Linked DNA regions of Sus scrofa: region 2 is linked to region 1. Evidence: chromatin contacts called from public HiChIP or PLAC-seq data. All regions are on one chromosome and are shown on one strand. Each heading gives the region's core, a stretch centred on a gene start, on an enhancer-like site or on the middle of the called end of the contact. The rest is flanking DNA. Distances are from core to core; before and after follow the strand shown.

What was found. HiChIP or PLAC-seq counts read pairs in DNA pulled down with a chosen protein or histone mark.
Region 2: an H3K27ac HiChIP or PLAC-seq map of skeletal muscle shows a contact between it and region 1. The contact joins the promoter of TRAK2 here to the promoter of FAM126B in region 1. A contact is called at or near these places in 1 of 5 promoter capture datasets (liver) and 1 of 2 datasets of contacts at active chromatin or transcription factors (skeletal muscle).

Annotation. Positions count from the first base shown.
Region 1 is chr15:104,744,519-104,750,816 of Sscrofa11.1, forward strand. FAM126B (a long non-coding RNA gene) reads right to left here and starts at 3,170. Exons shown (of 12, transcript XR_002339352.1): 1 at 3,020-3,170; 2 at 2,198-2,235. NDUFB3 (NADH dehydrogenase [ubiquinone] 1 beta subcomplex subunit 3) reads left to right here and starts at 3,317. Exons shown (of 4, transcript XM_021075852.1): 1 at 3,317-3,474.
Region 2 is chr15:105,053,731-105,060,028 of Sscrofa11.1, forward strand. It overlaps TRAK2 (trafficking kinesin-binding protein 2), which reads right to left and starts at 2,324. Exons shown (of 16, transcript XM_021075699.1): 1 at 2,122-2,324. It overlaps STRADB (STE20-related kinase adapter protein beta), which reads left to right and starts at 1,488. Exons shown (of 12, transcript XM_003133587.5): 1 at 1,488-1,762; 2 at 5,037-5,127. The coding sequence starts at 5,116.

The sequences.
Region 1 (6,298 bases), core at 1,920-4,419:
AAGTAAAAACCAATCCCAACCAAAACATTCAGCACAATTTTTATTTCTGGCAACTTTAGCTCCTGGCTAGAAAATCCATCCCAGCTATGACATTAAATGATGAAATTTTATTGAGCTATAAAAATATTGATAGATTTAGAAGCCCTTTTTCTCAAGCTAAAACTACTATTCTAGTTCACATTACAGTATAAGAGCCTTGAGTTAGATCAATGATTTTCAAGTGGCAGGCCATGGTGGACCATATTATCTAGGGGATTTTTTTTGTCCTTCAAAATATATCTACCTCTTTTCATATTCCCCCTATTCTGCAGAGAAATGGAGATGATATACTGGATATGTATGTGTGCCTTTTAAAAAATACTCAGATTATTCTGATATATATGTAATTCTCCACTTTCATGGAGAATTCCTGAATCAGGTCCAATTCTATTTTTTAACATTGCTATCAATAGCAGGCAAAAGAAACTGAGCTACAAAGTGACAAGAGCACAGCAGAAAGCTCTGCAGGTCAAGGGATGTACTAACAGCAGCTATAAGCTACCTTTAGAGCTTTCTGTGCCAGCTCCCTCCAGAATCCATTATATTACATTTTAGACAATGATGAATGTTCAGTTCATCATCCTGAGAAAAGCACACAGTCTACTAGTCAGATAAAAATGTAAAAAGCTATTTTGGACAACAAAAATAAGCCACAGAAAAAGAAAAAAACTCTTTTATTCTTACGTTAAAAGAACAATAATAAAGTACTATTTGGTGCAGCTGATAACTTGTTTGAAGACTTTTTGCCCCCATCTTATCATTTTAGAATTTCATTATGTAGCATTGGTTTTTCTATTATAAAATTCAGTCAAGCTGAAAATTTTAATCATTCTAGAACCTAATAAACTACAATAAGATGCCAAAACTATATAAAAAAAACAATCAAACAATCCTAAATCCATACTGCATGTCAAGATAGCTTAAGAGTTAGATTTAAAAACTTTCAAGGTCCATTTTAGAGCAAACAACTATACTTCTTTACAGCCTTTGTTTCAAATTCCTTATAATCAACTCCAATACTGGAATGCACCAGAAAAGAGGATTTCTAATGATGTATAAATAATCAGCCAATCATTATTATGTTCTAATTTGGACTAGTGTTCCTTAAACCACTTAGTAATTTCCTACTCAATGTTCAACTTTATTACATTCCACAATGACACCTACTGGCCATTCAAAATCAACCATTAGTTCTCTAAGACAGCTCTAGTAGGCTGGTTACATAATCAGAAGAAACACATACACACATAGAGACACACATACCACCCAGCATAAAAGCAGAGATTTATTCACATATACTCACACTAAAGACCTATACCTAAAATGGAAACAGAACTGTTCTGTGACTGAGAGTATTGTTCTTGCCAAAAGATAAAAAGACAAAGAATGAAACACCAAGCGTCAAAATTATTATCCGAAACACTGATAAATATCTCAGCACTCTAAACATTTAAAAACAAACTCTAATGATACACCTCTTTATTAAATGACATTCATAAAGGCATTTTTAGATTTAGTTTCTGGGTTATATTAATATAATTTATTAGTAAGAGAAAAAAATCACATCTTAGAAAGTTTTTCTGACATGCAGTATTAAAGTAAGCTCAGGAAAATGATACACTTGCTAATACTACATTAGTCTTTATCTTCCAAGCTAAAAGCAACTTTTCAATCAGCTTACATTTTAGACATTTATAATGCTTCCTTTAAAACAGTGAGCTATAAAATCAAGTTTTTCATAGTCTGTCATTTCATAATACACACTGAATGGAATTCCTATTTTAATTCTACATTTCATTGTGCAAAAAATGAATTAAAAAAACTAAAAAAAAAAAACCCACGATGATGTACAAGTAATTATGTCTATAAATGCATTTTACCTCTACTGGAGAGATACAAAGAACATACTTTTTAAACCCAAGAAATAAATAATTCATAAATAGCTTCTCAACTTACAGAGCAAATTACTTAAAAAGGTGATTCCCCCGGCAAAAAAAAAAAAAAAAAAAAAAAAAAAAAAAAAAAAACAGAAACAAAAAACCAAACGAATTCAGACCACCACCTTATTTTCACAGTCTCTAACTTTCATAATATTTAGGGGGTAAAAAAAAAAAAATCTACCAACTAATTATCTAGTCATTTTCCAACTTGCACTTACCTCGTAGTATATATAAGTTCTTGAGGCTCTCCACTTTCCTGAAGATTAAAAAAAAATTTTTTTTAAATTAGCCTTGACCCTCAAAACAAATTCACGAACTATAAAACGTGAACCTGGCCACGCTCATCTCAAACAAACATTATCTCTCAGCCCAAGTCCATATTTGGGATGAGCTCTTCGTGACTACTCTATCCTTCATGCTTCCTCGCCCACAGAGCCTGCCAGGGTAGAAAACAGTCAAAGCAGTGAAAAAAACTATTCTGACATATCAATAGGTTGCAAGATCTCTTCTTCCAGGAGGGCAACCTACTTGTTTGGGTAAATAACAGCCATGGATTACATAATGCACAGCTATGAAGAGTTTCAAGGATCTGACCGCCAGTAAATATTTCTTCTCCGCTCCCTCCGTCCCCACCCGGAGAAATGGCCCTACGAAGCAAGCCCTAGGATTTCTCTCAGGTGCCTGCAATGCCGCGTCCTCTTCTCTCTTGGAGCTTCATGCAAGGAGTCCTCCAGCCCTCATTAAACCGTCTTGCTCCCGCCTCTTTCCGGTCTCCGCCGGCGCCTCCGCAGCCCCCCACGCCCGAGGCCCCCACGTCGCCACTGGGCTCAGCCTCCACCCGCCTCGGCTGCTTTCTCTTCCTCACGACCCTCCCAAGCTGCTACCTGGTCTCTGAAAGGTTCCGGAACCACAAACACTCCAGCTACCGCCCTTTCCGAACCACCCACGTTAGATCCTCTCTATACTCCCTGCAGCCAGAGAAAAAGAAAATCCCTCTTTTCTGGTACTCCGTGTCCCCTAAAGACAGCGCCGCCGCCTACCTGTCACCCCGCTGCCTCCGGCTTCTTACCGCCACCGCCTCCCGCAGCAGCCTGCCAACTGCAGCGCAACAACCGGCCCTCCCATTGGGTGGGTCCACGCTCCAACAACAGCTCCGTTGATTGGAGAAAAATGGCCGCGGCCCTCCCTTTGTGCAGCGTCTAAAGATTCCGGTCTCCCAACAAAGACTCGTTGCTCTTCCCCGCCCTTGGGTCCTTCACTGTTTCTCTTACATCAGTCAGACTCCAGATGCACAGATATGCGGGGAAATTTCCCACTTCCAGCCATCTTCATGTCATCTCCACCTGGACCAGGAATCTGTGCCCCCAGGACCAGGGTATTAAAATTCTCCTCTGCTTTCCTGCCGTGAGGTACTCAAGGTGACAACTTCCGTTTCCGGTTGCCTCCGGCTGGAGGGTTGAATGTTGAGTGTCCTGAGAGGTCAGATTGCTGTCAGGTAAATTGGGGATTTGGTGGGAGATCTGTTGATCGAGAATAAGAATGAGACTCTATCCTGGGAACTGTCAAAAAGGAGAGACTAAATGAGGAAAGATGATGAGAATATGTAACTCAAAATTGAAGGAGATCGAAGAACTAGCAGCGGAGAACTATGAAGTCTTTGAGTTGTGAGAGGTGATTGTAGAAGGATGTAGTGAGAATCCTTGTGGTTGCTAGGTACAGATGCTATTTTTCCACTTCTGCCACTTGCAGCACCCCCTTGCCCCATGTTTTTTGGTTTACCAGCTCTCAAATTGAATATTTGTAAAATAGGAATAACTGTAATACCTGCCTTACCGTCATGCATAGTATAGGTTTGATTTAAGATTTTTCTGGTATGAATGTTTATGACATAATGTTAAAGTGAAAAAAAAGGGTACAAAACCACATCAATTTTTGCAGTGATTACTGTTTTTATTTATTTATTTATTTAGTCTTTTGAGGGCCGCACCCGTGGCATATGGAGGTTCCCAGGCTAGGGGTCTAATCGGAGCTGTTGCTGCCAGCCTAGGCCAGAGCCACCGCAATGCCAGATCCGAGCCTCGTCTGCGACGTACACCACAGCTCATGGCAACACGAGATCCTTAACCCTGCTGAGCGAGGCCAGGGATTGAGCCTGCGACCTCATGGTTCCTAGTCGGATTGTTTCCACTGAGCCAAGACGGGAACTACAGTGATTACTATTTTTAAATTGCATATATGCAGATAAAGGGGCTGGAAGAGACATCACATGTGAAAATAGATAATTTGTCTTTTGTGTTCTAATGTTACTACCGTATTCGCAGTTTTGGTTTTTTTTGTTTATTTGTTTGCTTTTTCTGTCTTTTTGCCATTTCTAGGGCCGCTCCCGCGGCATATGGAGGTTCCCAGGCTAGGGGTCGAATCGGAGCTGTAGCCTCCGGCCTACGCCAGAGCCACAGCAACGCAGGATCCGAGCCGCATCTGCAACCTACACCACAGCTCACGGCAACGCCAGATCGTTAACCCACTGAGCAAGGGCAGGGACCGAACCCGCAACCTCATGGTTCCTAGTCGGATTCGTTAACCACTGCGCCACTACGGGAACTCCCCGTATTCGCAGTTTTTAAAGTGAGGGGAAGTTAGGATATATACTTCAAAGTCTTTAGCAAACTGCGAAAATACTTATAGTGTAAGTGGAATTACTCTTTTTGTTTCCTTTCTAGGCAAAGTATGCCAGCCTTATTTAGTGAAAGTTGATCTCCACCAAACTTTTAGATAGAATGAGGTGAAAAAAAATCGTGATTACATGTTCTTTTCCTGTTGAACTAATTTCCTTGCTATTCTTATTTGAACAGCTCTGAAACTGAAATAATCGCCTCTTCTTAAGTCCTTGGCACAATTTAAGTCACTTTATCTAATTTTAGTTTTTATTGTGAAGTATGCATAACAGAAGGGTGTATAAAACATGAGTACATTTTTAAGAATTATAATTAAACAAACACTTGGTCACTACCCCTCAGGTTAGAAAATAAAGCATTGGCAAAAACTTAAACATGTATTCTCAACAGAGGTGATTGGCCTTCAAGGAGGTAAAAGTTGTTTCTTGTGGAGATGGGGTGAGAGAGCAAAAAAAAGAAAAAAATCCCTTGGATGATACAATGGTTTGAAATCCTTCAAAGAGCCATAGTACATAAACTGTGGTATTAAAATTTCATGGAGGGTGGGGTAGGGTGAGAACGTGGTAGGGAAAAGAAGTGTCTCAAAAAGCCCCTGAATGGTAATTACAATACATTGAAAAAATACTGCCTTAGGAGCTCCCTGTATGAGTTTCTGATTCCATCTCCTCCTCCAAGAGATAACCACTATCCTAATTTGTGATAATCATTTACTTGTTTCACTTAAATTTTTCCTTCTATGATGCATTCCTAGAAAATGGATTGTTGGGTCTTTCCATTTATATAAATGGGATCCAAATTGTGTATATTTTTTTCTGATTCACCCCTTTTTCATTGTTATATTTGTGAAATTCATTCGTGCTTTTGCACATGGTTTTCAATGTGTAATATTCTACAATTAATCCATTCTACTGTTGGACATTTGAGTTGTTTACAGTTTGGGGCTGGCATAAATAATATGGCTAAAAATGTTCTTATAAAATATCTCTTGTTATACAGATGGGTGAGTTTCTTTAGAGCAGTGCTGTCCAATGGAAATATAATACAAACCACATTCGTAATTTAAAATTTTCTGGTAGCCATGTTAAAAAGGTAAAAAGAAACAGAATTAATTTTAATAATGTATTTCATCTAACTCAGTATGTATTTTCAAAATATTAAGAGTTTCAAGGGAGTTCCTGTATGGCTCAGCAGGTTACGACCGTAACTAGCATCCGTGAGGATGTGGTTTGATCCCTGACCTCACTTGGTGGGTTAAGGATCCAGCATTGCCGTGAACTGTGGTGTAGGTTACAGATGTGGCTCAGATCCCTTACTGCTGTGGCTGTGGGGTAGGCTGGCAGCTGCAGCTCTGATTCGACCCCTAGCCTGGAAACGTCCATGTGCCACGGGTGTGGCCCTAAAAGGAAAAAAAAAAGGTATATTTTCAAGATATAGCCAGTATTAAAAGTTATCAGTGAAATATTTTACATTTTCTTCATGCTGTCTTCAATTGGTATATTTTACACTTACAGACTATGCTAAATTTTCATAAATATAAACTTAATCTGTATTTATATTTCACAAAATTTACAGTTGATAAACTAGACTTGGATGCCCAGTTTGTTCCAAACACACATTAAAATTTTCCCATAACTGGTTTGAAAA
Region 2 (6,298 bases), core at 1,074-3,573, 310 kb after region 1:
ATAGATCTAGGTATGAATCTCTACTTGTTACATAAGCAAAGTTTTTGAACCTCAGATTATGCAACAGAATTATTTTAGTGATTAAGAGATCCAACGTATGTAGAGCTCATAACTGAGATGCCTGGCTGATTGGAAGTACTCAAATGTTTGTCTGACTCCTGTCATCCTATGAATAAAGATATGTAAATATAACAACTGTCTTTCAGTGTTTGATGAATGTCTGAGACTTGCTGAATGTTACTGAATTTTAAAAACAGAAAGCTGGAATAACTGCTGAGATGATAAAGTGTCTTCATGCTTGCCCTTTCTTACCACCAAATGTCCTTCACAATTTCTTCTGTAGTGTCATGTCACCACCGTCAACATGCTATTTGGAGATCACTCTAGCTCAGACTTCCAATTCTACAGCAAAGATTTGAAGTTGAGGGGAAAAATGACTGAAATAAATTAAAAACAAAAACCTGGAAGAGTCCTTTTCATTTTATTTCTATGGTCCATTCTAGCTTGATGAATTTCCAGTGAAAAGTTTGTTTCTGGGGCAGAAACTGCAGGTTTAAATAAAAGGCTCGTGGGCAAGTAACCGAGTTCACCACTATTAAAATGACCCAGAAGTCTTTCAAGTGTTTGGGAGATTATCTTTATGCTGATACTAAAAGGATATCTGCCAATATTCATTATTTACGGTTGAAACTAAAGGCAACTGTCTTTCTTTTAAAAGACGTCTGGCTCAAAATCAATTGCAAGAAAAGCCCAACTCAACATAGAGCTCTTTTCCACTATCGTCTCATCTCTCTCCCATCACAGATGGCGACTGAGGCTTAAGGTTTAACGTCCAGACACTAAAGCCGCTCATCGCTCGGGGATGGGGCACTAGGTGAGTACTGTCCGGCAGAGGATGGGATACTGCTAATCCTCCTCAGAGGCGCATCTGGGGTGAACCCGGGGACCAGAGTCCAATGCCCACCACTTCGCCCTTATCCTTAGAAAACCACCCGCTTCCCAGAGCGGGGCGGGGACCCGGCGAGCACCCAGCCCTCCAGTACCCAGCTCCGGCTCCAGTGTCCGCGCGCGACCTCCGAGGACCAGGAGGAGCGCGGGGCGAGGAGGCTCCTCTGCCTTCAAGAGAAGATGGCAAGAGCAAGTTCGGGTCGTGCGCGGGAAGGTTACTTACAGGAATAGCCCGGGGTCCTCGGTCCTGCGCCCGCGCTCCTTCAAGGAGAAGATTCTAAAAGCGGCGGCAGCCTAGGAGCAGCAGCCAAAGCGGCCGCCGCTGCCTGTAACCGCCCGGGCGTGGCAGGGACTGGTGGGCGACTTCACAACATCATCACTCGGCGACTTCGGTTTTGCAGCGACGCCGGCTCAATTACAGTCCCCCGCCCCGCACAATTGGGGAAGAGAGGACGAGACCCACTCTCCCAGCAGCCTCTAAGGCGCTAGCGCACTACCTGCTGGGAATTGCAGTTTCCTCTAGGCCACGCCCCTAGCACGAAAGGCCACGCCCCCTAACCGGCGGCCCCGAGGCGGGAGGCGGGGCCGCGACCCTGCAGCCGGGGTGGGGCGAATCCCGTCCCGGCGGGGTGCCCCGGGCTGGGGCCGAGTTCCAGGCCCACAGTCCCAGTCCGGGTCGCGCCGCCCTCTTGAGCTTCGCGGCCCGCGCTGGGAGCGGGCCTTGCGCTCTCGCCTTGCCCCTGGGCGGGCCGGGCACCCGGGCCCTGCACCTTTGGCTGCCTGAGGAGAGCTGCTGGCTTTGGTCGCCGCCTAGGTAATGAGGGGACGCCGGGCCGGGGAGGGTAAGGGAGGGACAGTTGGGACGTGAGGGAGCGCGGTTGCGTTCGCGCTAACCTCGGGAAGCCCGGGACTAGAACTCGCCACCCTGCCTCAAGCCCGAGCCCGGGCGGCCAGCGGGGCTGTGGAGGGAGCCCGGCTCTGCGTGGCGACCGGCCCGTGCGCCCCGCGCAGCTCCGGCTCTGCCCGGGAGTCCTGGGCCTCGCGGCGGCGGAGGCACCTGCGTGCGGCGTAGGCGGCGCCTGCTGGGGTTGGCGGTGCCAGGTGTTTGGGGGCCCATCCGCCCGCCGCGCTCTCCCCCGGCCCCGCCACCCCCACCCTTACCCTTGCTCTCACCTTTGGCCGTGCTTCCCCGCTCGAGAAGTTTCCAAACCGAGGACGCCCTCCGGCCCCCGCTCCGTGTGACACCTTCTGTGAGTTCGCTAACAAAGTGCCCCAAAACAGGACTCGGAAGGAAGCTTTTACATCATTAAATGCTCAAGCTGCGTTTGGTCCTCGGTATTTAAGTTCAGCGTTGTGTTGTTTCCTCGTGGGTTTGTTGTGTCAGGCACCTTTTCCCTTAGAACTTGATCAGAATTTGTGACAGCGCCTACCTAGCCTAGAGCCTGGCACACAGTAGGCACTTCGTAAATATTTTTTGAAAGTGTGAGTCACGATGCTAAGTTTGGAAAATTCTACTGAGTTGTGCGTCGCTCTAATTTTTAAGACTTTATGGGTTCCCAGGATCCCTTTGAAACTTACAGTAATCTTAGAGCTCTGCGCAGTTAAATCAGGTTTTTTGCATTCCCAGTAACAGTGGTCTCTTTTGGATGTTTACATTAACTAATTCTCTCCCCCCTCCCCAGTTGTGTAATTTAGATGCGCTCCTGATTTTCTCAGCAAGTGTTAATTTAACCTTTCAGATTAAAGCCTTAGGAGGAACCATTAATATAGAACAGATTTAAATTATTTATAAGGCTTTATCCTAATTAGCTTTTTAGATACAAGTGCAAGAGACCACACTGATGTACCTGTGAATATATTTAGAAATACAAGTCTCACCATGATTTTTTTTAAAGAATTTATATTTATACCTAGTGAAAGCGCATGCAGGAGAAAATTATGACAGCAAAGCTATCCTTCCCTCCCCCCGCTGCCCTTAGCAGGGGCAGCTGCTGCCTTGACCTCAAAATGTCTTATAATATTATCTCTTAATAGTCTGTCACATCTAAAGCAAAATCTCTGGGATTAACCCATGCACAGTTCTCACAGATTGTGTTTCTTATGAGTTTTTCTGGGAAAAAAAAAGTGTAATGGAGTTTACAAAATTTTTGTTGTTTAAGAACTTACTTATATTACGTGGGAAAAGCAGGAAACAAAATCCTGAGAACCAGGAAATTCAGTTAATCATGATATCTCTAATCTTACTGCTTGTGGGAATGTCCCCTACAAGTGGTCAGGGCCTTGTCTGCGGTGGTCACTAATGAGTGTCCCAAGTGCCTAGCACAGTGCCTGACCCATGACAGGCATTCATTAAACATTTGTGAAGTGAATACTTGGCTTTTTTAGTCAATAGCACAGTGACTTTCAGGTGTGTGGTTTTTTCATTTACTCGGATGTTTCCTTAGAATAAGTTAATGGAAGTGAGAATTTTATTAGGTCAAAAGGTATGAATATTTAAAAATTAATTGGAGTAGACTTGCAATGTTGTGTTAGCTTCAGCTGTACGGGAAAGTAAATCAGCTATACATATATCGATTCTTTTTCAGATTCTTTTCTCGTATAGGCCATCACAGAGCATTGAATAGAATTCCCAGTGCTATATAGTAGGCCTTGTTACTGATTGATTTTTGTATATATATTAGTTTATATATGTCCCAACATTTTTATCATTATTAAAACATTGCCAACCTGCTTTCCAAATGAGCCCTATTGTTTGGTACTGCCACCAATAATATCTGAGTGTACCTTTCAAAACATCTTCTTCAGCTCTTATATTGACACAATATTTGCTAGTTCTGAGCCCTTTCAGATGAAATATTCAATTTGATCTCAGTCACCTTGGAAAGTGGGCAGGGCAGGTGTTGCATTCCCCCTCTTGTAACACAGCAGACACCAGCGTCTTACATTGATGATAGTGAATGGCAGGTGACAAAATAATCAAGCACTCTCAGATTTTTCTTCGTCCTGTTTTCTGTCTTTGGTTTATACTGAATATCCTGAGTAAATTGACATCCTTCCCTAGCAATAAAATTGGCTGCTACTCTATGGTGAGCAAAGTCTTTTTCTTTCTCATTTTGTTCAGATGTTTGTAGATACCTTGATTAGACTTGGGAACTTCATTAAAATGAAATAATGAGCCACAATTTAGATGAAAGAGATATTGGTTAGGTATAAGGAAAGACCTGGCACTAGCAGGTTTAGAGCATTACCACCTTTTAGGAAAGATCTGGAAACTTTTGGTGGTGCTTTAGTAGCTCCTTGAATCTGAAGAAGCTCTTTTAACCCTCTGAATCTGTTAGAATCTTCATAAACTATTGAGCTTAGTACTCCGTTAATGAAAGTGGACAGAACTTATTTGTATGATTACTGCGTATCTTTCATATATGTCAGTAAATTCCAAGAAGTAAAAGAAATCAGATCTAAGAATCATAAAATAAAAAATATTCGACCTACAGAAACTATTATTTTTGTATGGAAATGACACAAAAAATTTTAAAACATATGGCGAGAAGAAAATGGTATTAATTCCTAGTCTGTTACTAATCCTGATTCTTTCCCAAATTTGCTGGTCAGTGACCCTAAGTGATTTAATGGTGATTAATCAGATGAGGAAGATTAATTACCTATTAAATCATTTTGGAAGATGCAAAGTTTACTTATAAATGGAACCATTGGAAATTCTTGGAGTATATTTATAGTTGGCACCATTTATTAACCAAAAGTGTGTCCAACATTGCCTTTTCTGTATTCTTATATCTGCTTAGTGTTTTTTAAAAACATAATACAGAAAAGATAGGAAAGGAAAGATGGGGGTATATGGAGACTTTGGAAATATTCAGAATTTCCTTTCCACTTCACTCTGCCTTTCTATTTTAATGTCAGGTCCCAAATAGTCTTCAGTAAACAGAAATGCTTTTAAGGACACTTTGCCGAAATGTCTGTAATCCTCTGTTAGAGAATAGCTGCCCAAATAGCAATGGGTTTATGGCAACTAGGTCTTCAAAGAGTTTGTATATAAATCTAAGTTATTTTGCTTTTTTTTTTTATAGTAGGATATTTCTTGAAGATAAAGCAGAAATCTTTGGAATAGATGGATTTTTGTCACTTTCTGTGAACTAAAGCGATTCAATGTCTCTTTTGGTAAGTTTTTAATAAACATGGATCTAATTTTGTATCAACAGAGTAGTTAGAGGTTAGTGCAAGGTCATAGAGGACATACTCTGATGGAATATTCTTATGCTTTAAGATGTTGTTTTGATCTGAATGACTTCTGGTCTTTAAAAATGAGTTATATTTTCATTGGGTTTTTGTCTTTTTAAAAAAGTGCTTCTCCTGTCCTTTTCTGTTATACTCCTTGTTTTCCTTTGTCCCATACCCACTTTTTTTCATACATTTACTGTCCTTAGATGTTCTTTCATCCAGTTGAGCTATGCCTTATCCTTTAAATCTTTCAAAACTCTTTTTTACACATTTCCATCTGACTAAAGGTAGTCAATATAGTGTTAAAAATAAGCCTTTTGGGAGTTCCCATCGTGTCTTAGAGTAACGAACGCAGCTAATACCCATGAGGACATGGATTTGATACCTGACCTCACTCAGTAGGTTAAGGATCCAGCATTGCCTTGAGGTGGTGTAGTTTGCAGACTCGGCTCAGATCCCAAGTGACTATGGCTTAGGCCGGCAGCTACAGTTCTGATTTGACCCCTAGCCTGGGAACTTCCATATGCTGTGGGTGTGGCTCTAATAAAACCAAAAAGACCCCACAAAAGCCTCTTGACTTAACAACAAACATTTGAATCAGTGTAAAATAGTGTGTATATATATCAACTTGTTTCTTGCCTATATTAAGTCCATGGTATCTACTTTAGATTAAGTAGTTTTAGAACTTTGATTATGTCTTATGTAGAATATAATACAAAGTTTGAATTATTAAAGCAGTGCTCTTTTAAAAAGTGATGGGTACATTTGTATGATGATTTGTAATTTACAAATACTTTCTTATATCTCTCTGTCTTCAAAATTGTAAGTGATTGGCAGGGCAGGTGGTATAATCCTCATTTGGAGTTTGGCTCAAGACTGCCAAGAATTAGAGCCAGGGCTCAAACCGATATCTGCCAGTACACTCCATCACTCGCCAAGTCTGAGAGGCATAATATGAAGTTAGAAGGAGACTATATTGTTAGTTATTTGGAAAATACAGAATGCATTTACTTTGTGTTTAAAGTTTTTCCACTTAAAAGGGGAACTTTGTATATCTGGAACATACATTGAGGTGAAATATCTACCTCATTTTTCTAAAGCTGGGATCAGC